2 separate regions of the Mus musculus genome follow, and region 1 is linked to region 2. A link is a contact called in public HiChIP or PLAC-seq data. All regions are on one chromosome and are shown on one strand. The core of a region is the stretch at or near the end of the contact, and the rest is flanking DNA. Distances in the headings are between cores, read along the strand shown.

What was found. HiChIP or PLAC-seq counts read pairs in DNA pulled down with a chosen protein or histone mark.
Region 1: an H3K27ac HiChIP or PLAC-seq map of embryonic stem cells shows a contact between it and region 2, with 11 read pairs. The contact joins the enhancer-like site here to the promoter of Slc30a9 in region 2. A contact is called at or near these places in 1 of 39 promoter capture datasets (macrophages), 2 of 15 datasets of contacts at CTCF or cohesin (CD8 T cells and the NIH/3T3 cell line), 2 of 484 Hi-C or Micro-C datasets (embryonic stem cells and female germline stem cell-derived STRA8 germ cells), 4 of 115 datasets of contacts at active chromatin or transcription factors (the SCID.adh cell line, embryonic stem cells and intestinal villus epithelium) and 3 of 9 other capture datasets (adipose tissue, liver and pancreatic islet).

What each region holds. Positions count from the first base shown.
Region 1 is chr5:67,337,800-67,343,465 of GRCm38.p6, reverse strand. It overlaps Slc30a9 (solute carrier family 30 (zinc transporter), member 9), which reads right to left. Exons shown (of 18, transcript NM_178651.4): 10 at 3,460-3,515; 11 at 1,237-1,372. Among named protein-coding and RNA genes, the nearest start is that of Slc30a9, 34 kb to the right of the region's middle. Within about 2 kb of position 2,510, at least 10 of the 459 cell types and tissues checked have an H3K27ac peak or open chromatin away from gene starts, as enhancers often do. A contact at or near this core is called in embryonic stem cells, where this site is marked.
Region 2 is chr5:67,303,379-67,309,470 of GRCm38.p6, reverse strand. It overlaps Slc30a9 (solute carrier family 30 (zinc transporter), member 9), which reads right to left and starts at 2,516. Exons shown (of 18, transcript NM_178651.4): 1 at 2,274-2,516. The coding sequence starts at 2,376. RefSeq lists a cis regulatory region at 2,145-2,868.

The sequences.
Region 1 (5,666 bases), core at 1,261-3,760, 34 kb before region 2:
ACACCCCGACTTTGCGCCTAGCAGTACAAGTCGGAGAATAAGGAGGCCAAAGGCTAGCATTTCTATGATGAACGTGTTGAGTTGCTAATATTGCTCAGTGGGCTAAATAAGTGCACCCAAGAGTTTGAAGAGTATAGCAAACTGTGTCTGATATAAACTGTAGGAAGGGTACTGAGGGTGGCTGTCAGAAAAGAGAAAAAAAAAAAAAAATCACAGTGCCCCATGGAAAGTAAAATGTCTCATACGTAGATCTTAGCATAGGGACCTGAACTGGAGTCTTCTGAAATGTCTAAGAGGCATTTTGCCACATGCCTGAAATTATCCCCTGCAACACAGAAGCTGAGGGGACAGCATATGACCAGTCTATGTCGACCCAAGGAGTCAGAACAGCAAAGCAGCCTGCTCTCTAAAGCCTGTCAATGAAAGGTAGTTTTTAAAGATCTGCAAAGGCCAGAGAAGACCACTGTAGTGTTTGTTGTTCTCTGTCCAGTGCTGGGCACAGCCTACTGAGCAGAAGAGCCTTGGTGTGACAAAACTGGAAGTAACCATCTTCCTTTTCCTGTTCCCCAGTGCAGGACCTTCCTGATGGAGCCTCAAAGGAAAAACAAAAACAAAAAGGAAACAAAAACCTCCTGTTTTGCTTTAACACTAAATGTAGTTCTGACTTCTGTCAAATGACTGAAAACTCTAATTCCTAGTATAAGGTCACTCTTGGCACTAGAAGTGCATGGAGTTCTTTTTGTTCTTCAAGAGCATCTCCAGAAAAATCTGTAAAGCTGCCCAAGATTTTAACTAAAGAGGATGTGCTTAGTAATAAAGCCTACGGAGACCCTCCTGTGTGACATCACCAAATTAAGGGCTCAGCAGTTAGGAGCACAGGCTGCTCTATCAGAGGCCCTGGGTTTGATTCCCAACACCCACAAGGCAGCTCAGAGCCTGTTGTAATCCCAGTCTAGGAGAGCCAGCATCCTCTTTGCCTTTGCCTGCATCAGGCACACATGTGATGCAGACATTCATGCCGGCAAAACACCCAAACACATGAAATAAGTAAAAATTGTCTTAAGTCACACAATTATATAGATTCAGAGATCATAAATACTCATGTGTAAAACAAAACCACAACTAACTTGTGTGGCACAGCCAAGAGGCAAATTATTTCTGTCCTCTAATACAATATGGAAAGGTTTCCACTAAGTCACAGTACTCCAAAGTGAGAGTGGGGGAAAGGAGGATCACCCATAGCAGGGATTCCATTGGTTGAGGATGAAGTAATCCCATGATTCCATGATACCAAGAGAGTCCTGCGCCCATCATGAAAATACCAACACCACTAATCAATGAAGAAATATAGCGCATATTTGAAAAGCCGTACCTGAAAGATAAAAAGATCATATAGTTTACAAAAATGAACACTAACTTTCAAAATGTTTAATAAGTCAATGAAAACAAACAAAATCATTCTTGGACTATTAAATTGGCATAATTTTTTATATTAAATACTATAAGCACAAAGTTCAAATTTCAATAAAAACAGTATACAAAATGGAAAAAATTGCAAGATCTTTGAAAATATTACCCATAATTTTATTGCTTAATTCTCAACAGTTTAACATGAAACTTACTGCTGGCTCTGAAGAGTTTAGCACACAAGTAAACCAATATATTCAGTTTTCTGCATGTTTTCATGGATAATTTTGAAAACATCAATTATTTTTCTAATTATCTTTGGTCAAAATGAACCATTACTTTGTATCATTTTAAGTACCAAAACAGCACTCTCAGGACACTTGAAAATTATGACATACTATGAGAAATAGAAACGTTTTCTGAGAAATGTACTCTTAAACACAAACATGACTGCATTCTCTGGTAGATACACATTCAAACAGCAATTCTAAATTTGGAATTATTACTGAAATTCTCTTCAGGCAAAAATATAATCTAGCTATAGAGAATTCCAGTTTATTGATGCAACAATATTTTACAAATTTGACTTAGAAAAAAAATTGTTTTAAAAGTTTTTTTCCAAAGTAACAGCAACTATATGCCAATTTGAATTATATGTATTTTCAAGGCACTGTGGATTCTGTTTTGTTTTTGTTTTTGTTTTCAGGGTTGTTACTGATGCTATATTAAGTGCCATGTGGCTACCATATCTAAATTTCCTTAAACTACTGTCCAAAATTTAGTCACTGTACTAGGTAGTGCTAAAATGGGCTATTGAAAATACTTAAGAAGCAATCTTTGGAACATAAACCTTTAAATTTTTACCCTCTTATTTAAATTTTTGGTATGGAAAATATTTTTTTCAAGAGATAGTAAAATATAGTAGATGTGCAATTGTTGAGCCCCATTTTGGCCCTGGTTTGGGCCTTGAGAATAAACCCGAGCCTGGCTCTAGTTTTGAGACCTGTCTCAGTCACTTCCGCATCGGGATGATTCAGCAAGACCTGTTTGGCCCTGCCTCTAGCCCACCGTTGCTGAGGTAGAACTTTGCCATTGGCCCTGTCAGTCACGCCATACCCTCTGTCACCCTTCCCCACCTCCTCTGTCATCTAACCCACCAAAAATCCCACTCCCTATGTTCCTTATATAAGTGAGAGGCTGATGCCATAAAGTTGAGTTCCTGCTTCGACAGACTCCAGGCCCTGGTGTGTTTCTTTTGGGCTGTGGACACTCGCCATCCTGCTCAGCCCCAGAGAGACCCGGACCTCTCTCCTCTCACCTGGACCTGCCAGCAAGAAGCCGGCATACAATTTGTTAACATTTGTTCTCTATGCTAGATAACTTATAATTTTTAAATTATTATTATTATTAAAATAGCAGTTATTATTATTATTATTAAAATAGCAGTACCCTGGTTTCAATTAAGAAAAAGTGTTTATAAAGTACTAAAATAGACATCTTCACAGAGATAAAGGCACATCTTTGCCTTAACTTGATCAATCTGTATTAATGAAGCTAGTGAAAATAACAATGGATATGGAGCTAGAGGCTACAAAAATAAATATCTACATCAGGACACTGACATACTCAAAGCAATATCTTCTAAAACAAAAACCTTACTTTATAAATACCTAATTTTGAAATGTTATCAAAAGATTTCTCAATGATAAGAAAAGCATTAAAGAAAGAGTAAGTATGAAATATGCATTTTAAAAGGGTTAACATCAAAATTTTAGATTAGGTGGCCAACTAAGTTTGGGATGAAATATATTCCTTGAAAAAAAAAAAACAGAACTCTAAGATAAGTGTTTTGTTATTACCAAATACAGAGAAGAGCTCTAGGCTGCTCTATAAAGCATAAAAATACTTCAATTCCATTTTCAAATTATGCCTTGAATTTACTTTGACCGTGGCACTTTACATGCTACAAAGGAAATGACCAAATACCGAACAACTTGATGTTATATAAATCTCAAATCTCTGCAATCCCTTGGCTTTATCTCATTGACTTACGGGTGAGAAGGATCTGGTGTTTGAACAGATTTGCTGATGCCCAGTGCTAGCAAGCCCTATGGAGAAGAGCGAACAGTAAGAGCTCATTACTAAGATGGAGAATACAGTGAGTACGCCACTTTGGAAGATGGAGAGAACAGCAACAAAGAAATCATAAATGCACATAAATGGCCAAGACATCCTAGTTTCAGGACTTAGAAAAATAAAGATAAACCCAAGGGGACTCAAAACTACATTGTTTATAAGGATAAAAAACTTGAAAAATAGCTGGGCATGGAGGCACACACTTAAATTCCTAGCACTTGAAGAGGTGTAAGGTAGGAGAATCAAGTCTGAGTGCATCTTGGGCTGCATAAAGAAACCCATCTCAAAAAAAATGAAGCCATACCAAAACAAGCCAAGACAATAACTACAGGAATCTAAAATTCCATCAGTAAGGGCATGCAACACAAATGATCAACCACACAAATGGCTTCTACAACATTAGTTGAAATACAGTGTTCTGTACTGACACAGGAAAAGCTCTAGCTGGCCCACTCTGTGAGGGCATTGAATGTAGGCTAGTTTGGAATACTACGTTTCAAGGCTCTGTCACAAACAAAACAAGGCACAATGACATTACGACTGGGAAGCACTCAATCTATAGATAACTATCTTATCCACATCAAATTCTTTCTCATTCTATTTCCCTCTTCTTAGTGGTACTGGGGATCAAACCTCCAGCCTCGCAGTCTAAGCAAGCCCTTGCTGCCAATCAGTGTCCCAGCCCTTTAGATCTTTCTAAACCTCGCAGTAACACTTTACAATTTTCAGTGTAAAAGTTTTGTGCACCTTTTGCTAGATTTATTAATGTTTTGTGACTATTATTACTAGTCTATATATGGAAAAATTCAAATGTCATTCTGTATTTGCTGGCAGTGGAAATGCACTGATTTCTATCCGTTTTGACTATTAAATCAACTTTATATTCTCAGAACAATATTTACTTGACTATACTATGATTTTTATATATTGCTTGATCGCATTTGGTTACATTTTGAAAAATTTCTAAGTATGACCCTGAAGAATACTGATTGGTATGTTTTCTCAAATAATGACATTGTAAGTTTTCATATCATACCTATGCTATCTCCATAGAGTTGAAGACCCATTGCTTTCTCTTATCTCTCAAAGTCTGTGCACCGTAGGTATAATTTTCTTAAAAGCTAGCTAAGGGCTGGTGAGATGGCTCAGTGGGTAAGAGCACCCGACTGCTCTTCCAAAGGTCCAGAGTTCAAATCCTAGCAACCACATGATGGCTCACAACCATCTGTAACAAGATCTGACTCCCTCTTCTGGAGTGTCTGAAGACAGCTACAGTGTACTTACATGTAATAAATAAATAAATCTTTAAAAAAAAAAAAAAAAAAAAAAAAAGCTAGCTAAGTTCTGTTGGTACTGTCTCCATAAGTAACTAAGGATTCCTTTACCTTCTTCAGTTTTATCTCTGGTTCTAGTATAGGTGATTTCCATTATTAAAATTAAAGACTGACCCTTTTCAGGATTTAGTCTTCTATCAATGTTATCAAGTGAGATTTTGTGTCAGACATAATTTTGTTAGTTCTAAAAGCCCCATTAAGTTTTCCATCATCTGCTAATTAAGTCTATTTTATTAAATATTTTCCTTCTAGCTGAAGCCAATTTTCTTGCTCCTTGCACTGTCTAGTAGTATTCTGCTCCTAACTGGAAAAATTAGCTGAACTCTGTGAATGTCACACTTCTAAAGAGCATGGTGCTTTGGTCTTACAAATAAATTATTTATAAAGTTATTCATTTACATTTCTGGAAAGTGTGTTAAGAAGGGTTCTCGAATAGCCTTTATCCTAGACATAATTTAGCTCTACTGCGAAGGTATGAGACTTGGGCTGACCTGGGTACCTCATTTGGTCAGTGTATCTCTGGTAGCCCTGTGTAAGCACTAGGAATTACTCAGCTTGTTGCCCTTCTGGTATTTCTGAACACAGCTTGTACATGGGTAATTTAGCAAAGACTCAAGAAGGTCCCTATGCAGAGTAGGTTTGTTTTGTTTTGTTTTGTCTTACTACATAGCTCTTCCCTCTGAGGAACTCTGCCTTCTAGTTTCCAACCACTTCAGATTCCTTGTATTTTGATATTTCCCATCCTGGCCCACTACTCCAAAGTTATTTCTAAGCAAAAAGCCAGAGAGA
Region 2 (6,092 bases), core at 1,267-3,766:
ATTCTGGAACATACATGTGCGTGCACACACAAACAAATAAATGTTTCGACAAAAAAAGGAGTAAACTTAGCCAATGCAAGATAGACAGCAGTGAAATCCTTTAAATATATATGTTTAAAAACAAACATTTTAATGTCTGTAGACCATGCTCTCTGCATGTTATTCATCAACATTCAACCATCTCCTCTGCCCATTGCTGCATTGTTGGATATGCTATCCTACCGCCATATTGAGTATGCTTAGTCCAGACTGTGATGGGCTGTGTGAAATACACACTGCATTCTGAAGACAACACAAAATGGGAGACACCTTAACATTTTTTTAAAAATTATATGCCAGAATATATACTAGCTAAAGTATACTATTTTTACTTTTAAAAATAAGTCTACCACACAGTGCAAAACTACATGCTGTGGCCAGGCTCTTGAATACTGTCTTTCTTCTTTGACTTCACAGAGGTTTCTCATTTTTATGTATTTGTATCAGTCAATGGGTTCCTCCTGTTTACTCTTTAGTGTCATTTTGGTTTTTTGAGATGAAGTTTTTCTGTGTGGCTCTGGCTGTCTTGGGACTCATTCTGTGGATCAGGATGGCCTCAAACTCAGAAATCCTCCTGCCTCTGCTAGAACTAAAGGCATGGACTGCCATACCTGGCCGCCTCTGTTTATCCCTGAGAAGACTTCATTAGACAGGTAAGCATTCTAGAAGAAGAAACTAAACTTTATTTCTTCTCAAAGAAAATCATCTGGCTTTGGATCCCCAACTCCCTCTCCCCCAAAACATAAACAAACAAACAAAAACAAGACAAAAAGCTTCAAATAGTTTTTCTTGTAATATGCATCCAACTTAAATAGCACACTTTCTCCAAATGATTTTTAAATTTAACCATAGTTTTGATTGCTCTTTCAAATACCGTAACAAAACTTCCACCAAGGTGATGTTTCAAATTTAAAAAGGTGTTAAGTGTTAAAAACACTAAATTTTTTGTAGTAATAAACATCCTAAAAGAACTCTGCAAAGTAGTCCTAAATGAAGAGACTAATTACTATCTGAGCTACAGAGAATGGGACAAAGAGCCCAGCATTTTAGGCCCAGTGACAGCTACCCAGAATAAGAATTACAAATTACACTACTGCAACTCACCTCACCAACACTGAAGGGGCACTTTGGACAACATTTAACAGCCACTATATGTATATATATTTCTGTGTAATATGTTGAAGTTTATTTGGAGTTTTAAACAGAGGGCCCATTCTGTTCATAAGTGGCATACCGCCACCATGGGAAAACTAGCTACAGTATTCTGTCATTAACAACAAACTAAAACAGTGTATTGCAATCAATTCTTTTGCAACCTTAGAAACCAGCTTTTAATACGGTATGAATATATTCTACTTTATCTGCCCAGCACAGGAGTGTGTGACCGCTTTTATCAAAAAACCTGAATGGCTGCAGCTTTTGCCTTCCGATCCAAGTTTTTGAAGGGTGACTGTGAATGTTTGAGAAACGTTTCTGTAACCACTCTTTGCAAATCCCAAGAACCTGAGGGGCTCGGGTTAGCGGTGGATTTGGTCCTGTCCTCTCCTGGGCTCTGCTAGCAGTCCTCCGTGTCAAGCTACGGGAACAAGGGAGGTGAACAGAAACAGGACTTACACGTTTGATGCTACTTTAGAAACTCTCCAATAACTTGAATCTGACTGAGAAAGCAATGCTGACGAAGATGAAAACTCTCAATCCCACCCTGCGCCCAGGGTTATTTATGTACAGTTTCAGGAGACACTTTTGTCACCAAAAGGATTGTTCGATATAACCGCAAACTTCGGTGGGTTTCCTGTCCCCCAGACTATGCCCATTCGATAACTGTGAGAAGCCCTCACCTTAAGATCCGTATGTGACATCCACTTTGATTTAGGGAGATTTAAGAAAACGGGATGGCACTAAGAAAAAGTGTAGCGCAGGAGTACCTCACTCAACCTAAGCAGCAACAGAACTGCGGCGGCGGCCCAAGGGGACCCTCCAAGCTGGTGGAATCCGCCATTTCCCACGGCCTGTTTGGGTCACCCTGGGTCACCGCGATGTGCCCTAAGACCTCCGGGTCTGGAGGTCCGCCTCAGGGTGTCCCTACGCGGGTTGGCCGCTCCCCGGTAGCCGCGGCTCGCGGGGACACCTGTGAGGACCTTGCGAGACCGGCAGGCTCTGTCTGGGTTGGAGAAGGGCAAGCGGGCGGGCCAACTGCCGAGGCCAGGCGCGGCCTCCACCGGTCCGTCACTCACCCTGGCTGCGGCCGCGGGTCGCTGCCCGGCCGCCACCGAGCCTGCACAGCGCCGCCCAGCTGCACCTGTGCGCCGCGGCGGCGGCGGCCAAGCCCGGAAACATCCTGGCGGGGCAGAGGCCCCCACTCGGACACCACCTCCTGCCTCCGAGCCGCCTGCCGCGCCAACTGACTCCATAGACCGGACCCCGGCGAGCACGGATGTGTGCGCCGCGGCCGGCGGCCTCGGCGACCCGGAAGTCATGGGGGTGTGGCGCGACAGCGGAAGTGACGGAATATGCCAGCGGGGGCGGGGTGGGCGGTGCTTCTGGCCAGCACCGGGCCAGGACGGTGTGCGCTGCCGACTGTGCTGGGCATTTGTGAGTCCGTGTCGTGTCCCGGGAGACAGTCTTACGAAGCGCCGCCGGGGCGTGGGAAGCAGGAGGAGAAGGCAGGGTTTAAGCCTCTGTCCCCTTTCCTTTTGAACCCTCGGCACCGCTCTGTCCAACACCGTGGTCACCTTGCTGATCACTCAACCTCCGCTTCTCGGTCGTAGTATAACAAAATTAGAGGCGTGCATAAAATTTGAAGTCGCGGTACTATGTGTACGCGAAGATGGAGCAGTTTTTCAAACAGCCTGGTCCCAGAGAGAAAGAAACCTGAACACATTCGCCTGTTTTAACCATTACCATGTCAGGTTCATTCAGTTCTTAGCTTAAGCCTTCTTTCACCACCCTAATTATAATTAACGTGGTTCTCATTTTTAAATAGTTACCCTGTACACTTTTCTTCAAAATACCACTACTGAAATTATTGTCCCCCCGGAATAGAGAATAGCTATATGGACACTGGATCCTGTGCAGTATACGTATACTACTATATTCCAGGGGCTAAGTCAATACCTGTCTGGCCAGATAAATAGAATGGGATGCATGTCCAGTTGTTTTAAAGATTAATTTAAATCGCTTAGTGAAAGTACTGTAAAATAAAATTTTAAATGGAAAATGAGTGCACAGGGCCGAGGGAAGGTATAGGGAACTTTCGGGATATCATTTGAAATGTATATAAAGAAAATATCTAATAAAAAAATAAAGAAAATGAGTGCAAATCAGTAAATGGGGAGGAAACCCACCACTTTGAGTGGACTTGAGGCTCCCTTCACAGGAGGGAATCCACCTCTGGTAAGGTTAAGCAGGTCAAAAGCCCATGGCTAACAAGGTTGTGGTCTCTAGTAAAAGGCTATTGCAGCTATTTGGATAAATATATTATGGTCTGACACCCCTTCCCCCATAACTGTAGCCATTTTGTTCCATGCTTGCCAGTTATATTACTACTCTAACATGCCTGCCACTCACTGACCAAGAAGTGACTTGGCTCAAGAACATGCTGACCACATAACCATGGTTTTGTCCTGTATGTTCTGAATGTTATGTATGAGGTTTGCTAATCTTAAGAAATTCCATCAAATCAAAGGTCAACACGAACTGTTCTGTGTAAAACGGCTTGAGTTAGAGCTGACCACCGGACAGCCCTTCCTGCACCTACATATGAGCTCACTGTGGTTTTTGTGGCTGACAGTGAAGAATGCTTCTAATAAGCTAAAAAGTTATAACACTCATGCTCTGTTATCTCGATGTCCTGAAATTCCCCTGTTCACCATGCATCCCGACACTTTCCTTACCTTACTCAGGACCCATCAGCTGATATACTTTGCCTCGTGAGCCTTCCTTGCCCTTTAAACTTCTGTACCTTGTTTTTTGGGTTTTGTTTTGTTTTGTTTTGTTTGTTTGTTTGTTTGTTTGTTTCGAGACAGGGTTTCTCTGTGCAGCCCTGGCTGTCCTGGAACGCGCTCTGTAGACCAGACTTTCCTCGAACTCAGAAATCCACCTGCCTCTGCCTCCCAAGTGCTGGGATTAAAGGCGTGCGCCACCATGCCCGGCCTGTACCTGTTTTTTTGTTTGTTTGTTTGTTTTTCCTATAGAAAGTCTACTATGAGAGCAGACTGGTGCCACAATTAGGTTTTTCCTTCTTGTGGACCTAGGCATCCAGTGTTATGGTGTGTGTTCAATAAACTATTCTTGCTTAACTGCGATGGTGTGTGTGGCAAATTCCTGAACCCCAACAAACGGATAGGTTATTCTGGTTAAATTGCCTTCTAAAGTGTGTGCCCATAGAGTAGTGCTACTGTCAGCTTTGAACAGAGCAGCTGTTTGTTTGTTTGTTTGTTTTCTTTTGCAATGGTCAATGGTAACTGCAGAAACGCCTAACTGATCAATAAAACTGAGAATAAATGACTGTTGAATGCCTAGCCATAAACTGAAACATTTGTATCACTTCTTCCAAAGGCCAGGGAACATTCTGGAAAAAAGGGGCGGATGAAAAGTAAAAACCAGAGGAAGTGCAGGGAAGTAGTGGAAAACACGGACTTCCAGTATGACATCGTTGGTGCCTTCTTGAACTCACACTTGCTGTGATTACTCTCAGGAGACTGGGCACATCAACACTGTGTCTGGGGAAAGAGAAGGGGCTCCTGGGGTCCTGCCCTCCCCTGAGAGTTTCTACACAATGGTTGATGGGGGAAGGGAGAGACATTTGAAAGCAAAATTTCACCCATTCACCTGTAAACAACCCTAATGAAACTCATGAGATGGCACTCACAGAGACAGGCACACGCACATCAAAGCAGAATGGAAAAGCTCACTGGGAAAATGACAGGGATTGGCAGGGGTGGGCAGAGGACAAGAGAGGAACAGGTGTGCAAATATGATCACAATACACTGCATATAAAATCTCACAAAAAACCCTTTATACATTATTAATATATGCTTATAAAAGCTTAATGAGAATCAGCACAAGGATTTTGTTTTGAGACAGGGGCTCACGTTGTAGCCCAGGCTAGCTCAGCAGTCACTATATACCTGGAGTCACTGTGAACCTTTGAGTTCACTGTTCCTCAGCCACCTTTCACTTTCTCAATCAGTGGTTCCTTTCTTTGGAAGAAAATGTAAAGCATTTCAAAAGACTTTGTGACTGTAGTCTGTATTTTCTGGAATGCAGGTCCAAGTGAGCATGTCCCTCTAGGTCATTTTCAGACATTCTGTGTGTGATTAAGATTTTAGATGGTCTAAACTGAGAATGTATGTTATAAACAGATGCTTAAATTGCACTATTTTATCAGACAGACAAAAGCGGAAGTGGAAAATGACCAAGTGCCACTCAGGGTTCTCATACACCATAATTTCTACAAGATGTTTCCAAGGAAGTTGCTGCCCTTATCAGACACTTTGAATCTAGCTGGCTGAACTTTGTTTCATCCTGTCTAGTCCTGGGACAATGATGGTTCTACTCATTAAACAAGCCTGGCTATCTATCTGGAAAATGGACTTAGATGATTCATTACAAAATAAAGAGAATGGTTCTGCCCCGAGGCTTCCAATTTTGAGTACAGATGTATCCGTGGGAATTGTGTTCTTCTCCCCTTCAGGATTAGTGTGGAAGGACCTTACCAACCTGAACATTTTTTAAAGGCTTACACATGGCTGTATAAAAGGACCGTCAAACCACAACTAAGGGTGTGTTGGTCGCCACTACACAACCAGAGGCAGAGATAGAGCGTATGTGCAGAGACATTTTCTATGTCTAAGCAAACCTTTCTTGCACGTGAAAAACTGTTCATATTGTTTCAAACCACACTGTTAATCCCTGCGTCCACTTTTCAGAGATGCTGAGACACTTGTCTCTAGTCAGCATGAATGTGAACATGAAATCAGACTCAGGCCCTCTGTCACTCCAATATGTATGTTCTGAAAAGCATGTTGTAAGGCAAGGAGAAGGCAAAGGG